Linked DNA regions of Sus scrofa: regions 1 and 3 are each linked to region 2. The links are chromatin contacts, called in public HiChIP or PLAC-seq maps. All regions are on one chromosome and are shown on one strand. Each heading gives the region's core, a stretch centred on a gene start, on an enhancer-like site or on the middle of the called end of the contact. The rest is flanking DNA. Distances are from core to core; before and after follow the strand shown. Region 1 has its middle 150 kb from the start of FGF1. Region 2 has its middle 26 kb from the start of SPRY4. Region 3 overlaps NDFIP1 (Nedd4 family interacting protein 1).

What was found. HiChIP or PLAC-seq counts read pairs in DNA pulled down with a chosen protein or histone mark.
Region 1: a contact with region 2 is called in an H3K27ac HiChIP or PLAC-seq map of skeletal muscle. The contact joins two enhancer-like sites. A contact is called at or near these places in 5 of 47 Hi-C or Micro-C datasets (embryonic fibroblasts, fetal heart ventricle, liver and 2 more) and 1 of 2 datasets of contacts at active chromatin or transcription factors (skeletal muscle).
Region 3: an H3K27ac HiChIP or PLAC-seq map of skeletal muscle shows a contact between it and region 2, with 9 times the contacts expected there. The contact joins two enhancer-like sites. A contact is called at or near these places in 3 of 47 Hi-C or Micro-C datasets (heart right ventricle, psoas muscle and skeletal muscle) and 1 of 2 datasets of contacts at active chromatin or transcription factors (skeletal muscle).

What each region holds. Positions count from the first base shown.
Region 1 is chr2:144,085,085-144,087,789 of Sscrofa11.1, reverse strand. No RefSeq gene overlaps it. Among named protein-coding and RNA genes, the nearest start is that of FGF1, 150 kb to the left of the region's middle. Within about 2 kb of position 1,444, at least 11 of the 83 cell types and tissues checked have an H3K27ac peak or open chromatin away from gene starts, as enhancers often do. A contact at or near this core is called in retroperitoneal adipose tissue and skeletal muscle, where this site is marked.
Region 2 is chr2:143,916,168-143,918,925 of Sscrofa11.1, reverse strand. No RefSeq gene overlaps it. Among named protein-coding and RNA genes, the nearest start is that of SPRY4, 26 kb to the right of the region's middle. Within about 2 kb of position 1,330, at least 46 of the 83 cell types and tissues checked have an H3K27ac peak or open chromatin away from gene starts, as enhancers often do. A contact at or near this core is called in retroperitoneal adipose tissue and skeletal muscle, where this site is marked.
Region 3 is chr2:143,729,470-143,732,282 of Sscrofa11.1, reverse strand. The region is part of intron 7 of NDFIP1 (Nedd4 family interacting protein 1); the gene reads right to left. Among named protein-coding and RNA genes, the nearest start is that of NDFIP1, 42 kb to the right of the region's middle. Within about 2 kb of position 1,267, at least 4 of the 83 cell types and tissues checked have an H3K27ac peak or open chromatin away from gene starts, as enhancers often do.

The sequences.
Region 1 (2,705 bases), core at 195-2,694, 170 kb before region 2:
AACAGCTACAAGTGCCACAGAAAACTCAGTCACCTAGCAAAACGTGTTGTGTCCTTTTTCACAATTAACCTTTTTGTTTTTTCTACCAGGAACTTTTAAAAGAGCCAAGGAAAAGGAAGGTTTCCATTTGTTGGCAGAAGCAGGGGGGAGGGGGGGACATTTATTGAGCTCCTACTATGTGGGAGCCCTAGTCTGGTTCTGGAATATAGAGTCAAGATAGCTAAGCTCCCTGCCTTGCGGAGCATACACTACAGAGGGGACATGGAGGCAGAGATTCCAGCCGAAGAAGCTGGAAAGAAAGAATACCATCCATGAGCCAATAAGCTTGTTTCAAAGAATGATTAATAACACATATTTAAAGAAATCTTTCTCAACATTACCAGCAAAAAGATACCTGTTTTACTTATGAGTTTCCTTCCTAGCCTCCTGCCCCACAAAAAATCCTATACTTAGAAATATCCATACATTTCATACATATAAACACAAGTCGTCCATCTCAGAGCAGCAACTATATTAATTAATTAATTAATGGCCTCCCCTGTGGCACGTGGAAGTTCCCAGGCCAGAGATCGAACCCATGCCACAGCAGTGACAACACCAGGTCCTTAACCTGCTGAGCTACCAGGGACCTCCCTCAGAGCAGCAACTTTATGACTTTGTTTCAATGATCAATCATACCATGTCAAAGCCAACATCTCTTGGATATGGATTTAGCAACTGATCCTGTACTCTGCCATGAGTCTAGAATGTATCTACTGAAGTTCAGTTGACAATGCTTCGCCCATCTTCAAAAGCAAACTCTGCAGTTCTTTCTGACCTATCACGGAAGATGCTTCAGTACACTGCGGAGGAGCTGCATGCTTTCATTTTAATAGAGCTGGTGAAAATCCCAAATGGATTCCTCAGTTCACAAAACTGAATGAAAACCCAGAACCCCTTAAAGTAAAAATAGACGCATTTGGGAATCACAAGGGAGATGTTACTTATTCTCTGAGCCTTCAGCTTCTGCTACTCCTAGCGGTGGGAACCTACGCTGTCATTCCAGTTTCCTATGAACTTGGCAGGACTCTGCGTCCATTTGGAATTGTAATAGCCCGGCTTTCAGTTTGGGGAGGAAGGAAGGAGTCACTGCATATTCTCCTGGGGCTCCTCGGGCTGAATCCCAAGAAGCCGAAGCTTAAATGTTAAATCCCAAAGGAAAGGGATAACGCCATCTAATGACTTTACCTGGTTAGGGCCCCAGAACCATGTTTGGGGCTCTCTTTGCGGGTCTTTGGTAATGTTGCCTGCTGCAAAAATTCTGATTCCTGTAGTAGGTGCTTGGGTTTTGTCTGTTTGTTTTTGCAGTTACACACAGATTTTATACTAAATACCCTAGGCATTTCAGACCAACAGTTCCAGGGTGTGGATGTTCTTACTGCTCAATCCCCACTCCCACACGCTTTAGGCTACAGGAACTGCAAAGCAAGCCAACCAACTCGCCCTCCACAGCCTCTCCAGCTCTCAGCTCCTAGTGTCATGGGCAGACAAAGGAACTAATGTACAAAGGAGGGGGGGACCCTCAGACAGGATGGGAGGCAGGAGGTGCCCCTGGTGGGCTTAGGGCAACCCAGGTAAGGGGCAGGATGCAGGGAGGTGGCTCAACTGAGCCCTGAATCTGCGGCTCCCTCTCCCCTACTTTTGTTTCCAAAGAAGTGATTCGATTTGCGTGCAAACACTTACATTCCACAAACAAGCCGTTTCCTCTTCCTTGGGGGAAGGCGATGGAGAGGAGGCAGAGGAAGCACGCACCTCTTCAGCAAGGAGGGCTGCGTTCACGGCCCTCCTCCACCCTCAGCTCTTCAACCCAGGGCTGCACTCTCTTCCCCACTCGATGTAAACAGACACAATACACATCCCCTATCAAAGATGCTTGTAAAATCATGCAAGGATTTCCAAATTTCACTTCAAGAACTACATGCATCCAAGGACTTGAAGTCTGGACCATGCTTGGGAAATACAAAAACGTAACATACAGTCTTCCAGTGAAATCAAATTTCTAATAAGCACTCAGTCTAAGAACTGACTGAGGCGCCATGATGCTAGCTAGCTATTGCAGGCATGTAATTAGACGTGTACTGATTTAAATTTTGTGGGTTTCTTGCCATATGCCGAAAAATACATATGTATGTATTATAAAATGTAGTAAGTTATCTATTGCTCATATATATATATATCACAATTACAAAAATACTGTATACAGAATATTTTTTCAGGGTTATATTCTGCCTCAGGCCCTCAAAACCTCAGAGGCTCTAAGCCCTGGGCCTTATCAGCCTAACAGATATACTTGGGAGGTAAATTATTCTCTCAGAAACAAAGAAAAAATACTAAGGTAAAAAGTTTGCAAACACGGGTTAATCCATGGATTACCATCAGCAGCAATTCAGTTTGGTTGGGGCTCCCTTGCCAACGCAAAATCTCTACTAAAACCCTGGACTTCACCCACTCCCCTTGGGCCTTGCCATAGGAAGCAGTAACCCCCAGGCAAAGGTTTCTATTTCAGATCCACTCTGGTCCCTGGGGACCCTGCCCTGGGCTGTGCTTCCTCAACCACTTGAATCTCATTTCTCCTGCAGCTGATTTTTTTTTTTTTCCCAAGATGTTAACAATTTCTGTGGAACCATCTGGAAGTTATTAAGAAAGTGTCCCAGGTCCTCTGAGGC
Region 2 (2,758 bases), core at 81-2,580:
TTAGGATCCTTCTTAGGAGCAAATGAGAAAGCCCAGATACAGCCCCTGGCACCCTGCACGGTACAGAGCAGGCACGCAATGACTTGAAGCATTCTGCAGGACACTGATGATGCCCAGAGGCAAATACAAGCCACCCTCCCCCAACCCCCATCCACCTCCCCCACTCTGAGCTTAGAATCCAGGGTCTAGAAATGACGTGGGGGCAGGGAGTGGGGGGGGCTTGGCACCCATTCAGCTTTAGGCATCCAGCATCAAGTTCCTTTCTTAAAAGGATTTCAATTTCCCATTCGAGTAGAGTGGAAAGCGTTCAGACTCCACGCCAGGCTCCCCGCTTCCTCCAAGGCACTCAGGATCTCATATGGCCCCAGGATGGAAGACTGCAACCTAAGGTGCCAGCCACTCGGGTTCCTGTAATCTTTTACTCCCAGTCCCCCCCAAAGCAAATGATCAACCTTAAGGCACCAAAGAGGGAAACCACCAGGAACCAGAGGGTAGTGACTCGAGTCCCATCGCTTGCACCTTTCTCTGTGACCTGGGCCAGTTCCTTGATCTCTCTGAACCTCAGTTTCCTCATCTGTATAAAGAGAAGAGCAATGCCAAGCTCATGGGACCACTGCAAGGGAAATGAGAGAATGAGCTGAACACCATGCCTGAGACATTAGCTGCTGCTTTGAATATTCAAGCCAAGAAGCCCAGGGCAGCCTGTGCCAGAATCAGAAGCACTGACTGCTCCAAAAGAACCCTCTGTAGAGCGGACGCAGCCTTGGCCTAGACCACAGACCAGCCTTCACCACGTCGCTCCGGGCCACAGGTTGGGAGCAAATCTGACTCCACCAGAGGCTTCCAGAAATCTTAACCAATAACAGGGGCAGGGGTGGGCGAAGTAAGGGTGCAGAAAAGCACAGGTGTAACTGAGACCCAAGCAGCTCCCGAAAAGAGAGGTGTCCAACGGGAAATGGTGGGGGATGCGGCTCAGGAAATAACCTTAAGTAACTGTGACACTGGACGTTCAATGGAAACTGCCACCTTTGATGACTCGGGGCTTCTAGGATGTTCGGGCGGCAGTGTGGCTAGGGGGTTATAAACATAAGCTCGGAGTGAGTGGACCAAACCGAGGTAGGGTGTCCCAAGAGTCCCCAGGGGGTTCCAGGAAGGCTGGTGACTTTCTGCTGTAGCCTAACCTTCCTGGGCCTCAGTCTCCCCAGCCCCTACTCTCCACTCCCGATCCTGGAGCTCCTGATCGGAGGCAGTGCAGGGAGTCCTGGGGCTAAACGGGCCGGGGGCGCACCCAGGCCCCCTCTGGGCAGAGCCCGGGGCGCCCGGGCGGGTCTCATCCGCTCGGGGAGGGAAAGGCCGAGGAGACAAGGGCGGCGCGCGCGGCTGCACACGAGCGGAGGCCCTTTCTCTGCGGCAGCGGCTGAAAAAATAATCAAAAGAAAGCAACTGGAACGCGATCGGGGGCGCGGCGGGGCGGGGGCTCCTCCCGCCGGCGCCCGGGAGCCGGCCCGGGCCTGCGGCCTGGCCGGGGCGGCCGGGAGGCCGGGGAGCGGGCGCCCCGCGGGAGCGCCGAGGCCCCGCTGCGCCCGGCCGGGCGGGGGCGGCGGAGGCGGAAGCGGGGGCGGCCGGAGCGCGGTGGGGATGTTTAAAGGAAATTTACAATCATTTCCTCTCTGTGGTTTGGTGACAAATCAACAACATCCTGTTCTTTTGTGAGGCTCCGGGCGCCTGCGAGGCGGGGGCCGCGCTCTGGCTCTTAAAGGGACACGCACGGGCCCCCCTCCCCCACCCTGCTCCCCCGCGGCTCAAAAAATAGTAATAATAATACAGCCTCCCCAAGGCGCCACCTCCCGGGGCGCGCGGCCGGAATGCGGGGGCGGCTGCCCGCGCCGCCCCGGGGCCGCGACCCCTCCCCCGCGGCATTCCTCCCCCTCCTCGCCCCTCCTCCGCATCAAGGGACGCGAGGGGCAGGCGGCGGCGGCGCATCCCTCTGCTGGATGTGACAGCCCCGGGCCATCCCCCGCTGAGGGGCAGGCTGGGAGCGGAGGGGCGCCCGACCGACCGACGGTTCCCCTCACCCCCGACCCCCGCCCCCCTAACCCTGGGGCAGCGCCGCCCGGGCTCCGGACCTCCGGGTCGATCTTATCCCCCTCCCCCCATCCCTTGGCCTCGAATTTTTCCACCCCTGAAAAGCTCTGGATTTATGGTTAAAACGTCGACGTACGCACACGAGGTTTATAAAACGCCAAAGCAGAAAGAGGCTTCCCGAGCTGTAGGAGTAATGAGAATCAGATGGCTAGGACCGAAAAAATAAAATAGACTCAGCTGCTCTCCTGGGATTTCGTTCATTCAGTCATTTCATGAGTATTTCTCACTAAGCGCTGGTCACCCTTTGAGGGTACAGCAGGAACTAGACAGAACGGGTCCCTGTCCCCAGGGGGTCTAGATTCTGGAATAAAGGAAGGAAGGAACAAACCGACCAAGACGATTATTTCACACGCTCTAAGTGCTCTGATTAAGGGTCATATTCTATTTATTTTTATTTATTTTTTGGGCTGCGCCCTTGGCACATGGAAGTTCGCCAGGCTGGAGATTGAACCTGCGCCACAGCAGCAATCCAAGCCCCTGCAGTGGCACTGGCTCCTTAACAGGCTGGGCCACAAGAGAACTCCTGAAGGGTCATAGTCCAGAAGAGCAGCTTTCTGTAAGGACAGCTCTCTGAGCTGGTGCGCATCTGACTGGAACCCGAGGGTGAAAAGGT
Region 3 (2,813 bases), core at 18-2,517, 190 kb after region 2:
TTCATCAGGTTCCACGAGCAGATTAAAACTGATTCAATAATTGCCCTGAGGTCAAAGCACCAGAGCTGTGCACGCACAGGGGACACAGTCGGGACAATGGCCCGGCCGCCTTCCGTCGTTCCTCCTGCTCCCACCACGGCCCTCCATCCGCCTTCGGAGAGCTCGCCAAGTCGGAGCCACTCCACCAACAGTAAGAAGCCATCCGGAGGCCTGGCGAGGCTGCCGACGGGCGATCTCAGCCACCCCAGAAACGCCCAAGGACAAAGACTGCGGCAGAGGCACCGCCGGCTCTCTAAGCCTTGGAGTCCTGCTCCGGCCAGCGCGACGCAGGGAGAGCACGCGAACGCGAGCAGAGCCATCAGGTTTCAGGAAGGAGGGACACATTACTACTCAACTTCAGGTCACTTCAGAAACAAAAGGACCCCAACGGCCCACACATCATCGGACGTGCAGAGGAAGCACACTTGCTCTTCGGACACTTGGTGATTTTTTTTTCAAGCAGACCTTCCCCTGGAAACATGCGCGACCGTCCTGCTACCATCCAGTCCAGGGAGTCAAACTAACTCGAGGTGAATTTCCTTCAATGACCCAGGAGACACTGCGGGGGAGGAGATTCCCCAAAGGAGGAAAGGAGACCGTTTCTCACCCTCCTGGGTCTGGCTCACTAGGGCGCAGCCATCACTGTCTAATGATGAAGGGCCCTGGCTCATCCGTGCCACCAAGGCTCGCAAACTTTCCTCCTCCTACTTCAGGGTGGTTCAAAGAAAAAAATTTCAGGTGGGGAGTTCCCTTCGTGGCTCAGTGGTTAATGAACTGACTCGTGTCCATGAAGAGTCGGGTTCAATCCTTGGCCTTGATCAGTGGGTTAAGGATCCGGCGTGGCTGTGGCTGCGGCTGTAGGCCGGCAGCGGCAGCTCAGATTCCACCCCTAGCCTGGGAACGTCCATGTGCGGTGGGTGTGGCCCTAAAAAGCAAAAAAAAAAAAAATTGAAGCTGTATTTTGCTTCACATACAGAGACGTCTTAGCAGTTAACGCCCTCGACGACGGGGCGGCGCCAGGGCGAGCGGTAAAGACTCGTGGTTATTGTCCAGTGAACCCTGGACATTTCTGACCATTTCAGACAAAGACGCTCCTAAAAGGCATCTGCTTCTTTTTCAACACGACAGAAGGAACCTTTTCTTTCCTGCCTCCGCAGAGCCACTCGGGGCTGCCACTGGGCTCAGCTCTAGCAGTTCCTTCTGGAGCTTCCTGCTGGGAGGCAGGAAACCAGATTTCCTTTACAAGCCTAAATGGGCTCTGAAAGGCAACCTGAGCGCTGCCCCGCGGTCCCTGCCCACGGGCCGCGGTGTCCGGCTCCTGCAACGTCCGCCTGGGCTGCTCAGAAAGCGGCCTGCTGAGGCCACCGGAGCTTGCGGCGTGTGAGCGGCTCCTCTATCCGCGGCCACCCGAACTTCTGGAAGAGGCCCTCTCCTGATACTTCTGCCTAGTACGAGGCCAGAGCGTAGCATGAGAAGCGAGTGGTTTTTCTCTACCGCCGTTACTTTAGGAAGCACCTTTCTGGCAAGAAGGAAGCTCGCTTTCGACAGGTGACAGGTGAAGACAGAAGGCTCAGTCAGCGAACGAAAAAGAAGACCTTCCTGCGGTCACTGCACATCTGCCACTAAACCTCCCAGAGGAAGCAAACACTGGATCGGGAGGGACGGTTCTCAGCCCCGTCGGTGGACAAAGGAGACGCGGCCCCACAGGACAGAGGGCGGCTGTGCCGGCTCTCTCGGGGCTGCTGCAAGTTAGGAAGGAAGCCGTTCGACTTCTCACCTCGGCTCCAAGTCCCCAGAGCCCTAACGGAGAGCTCTGAGTCCTCTGGGCGCGTCGGAAATGATTTCAAAGCAACGACAACATCAAAGCCAGACAGGAGAGCAGAGAAACCCACCACGCCCTCGATGGGGCTCTCAGGGACGGCCGGGCCCCTGACCACTCGGAAGGCACCGAAGGCCTCTGTCCCCAAGCCATAGGGAGGGACCAGCCTGTAATGGCCCTTCACAGCTCCCACAGCACCCTTGCCTCAAACCACGATGCTAAGCCTGCTGTGCTTTCCTTTTAGAATCCATGCAGAAAACATCTCAGAACGTCTAGAAAATCCAAACAGTAACAACCTATTTTGCAAACAAAAACCCTTAACAAAGTCCCCAAAGATACCGGAAAACCGAGAAGTTCAGGCTTTCTCTCAACCTGTATTGTCGTGACAACCTGTCGTGTGTTAGAAGCAAGATGAGGCGTTCCCACTGTGGCCCAACAAGATCAGCAGTGCCTCTGCAGCCCTGGGACGCGGGTTTGATCCTCCGCTGGGACAGTGGGTTAAGGATCCAGTGTTGCTACAACTGTGGCTCAGACCTGATCCTTGGCTTGGGACTCTGTGTGCTGCAGGGTGGACAGGAAAAAAAAAAAAAAAGGAGTTTCCATTGTGGCACAGCAGAAATGAATCCACTAGGAGCCACGAGGCTGCAGGTTCGATCCCTGGCCTTGTTCAGTGGGTTAAGGATTCGGCGTTGCCCTGAGCTGTGGTGTAGGTTGCAGACACAGCTTGGATCTGGTGTTGCTATGGCTGTGGTGTAGGCTGGCAGCTATGGTTCTGATGAGACCCCTACCCTGGGAACCTCCATATGCTGTGGGTGCAGCCCCAAAAAGACCAAAAAAAAAAAAAAAGAAGCAGCAGCAAGATGAAGAATGTATGCATCTCCTAATGAAGGCTGAAATTTTCTTCTAACTGAAGAATGCAGAGAACAGAGGTGAGGCCTCAGTCCATTTACAAAGC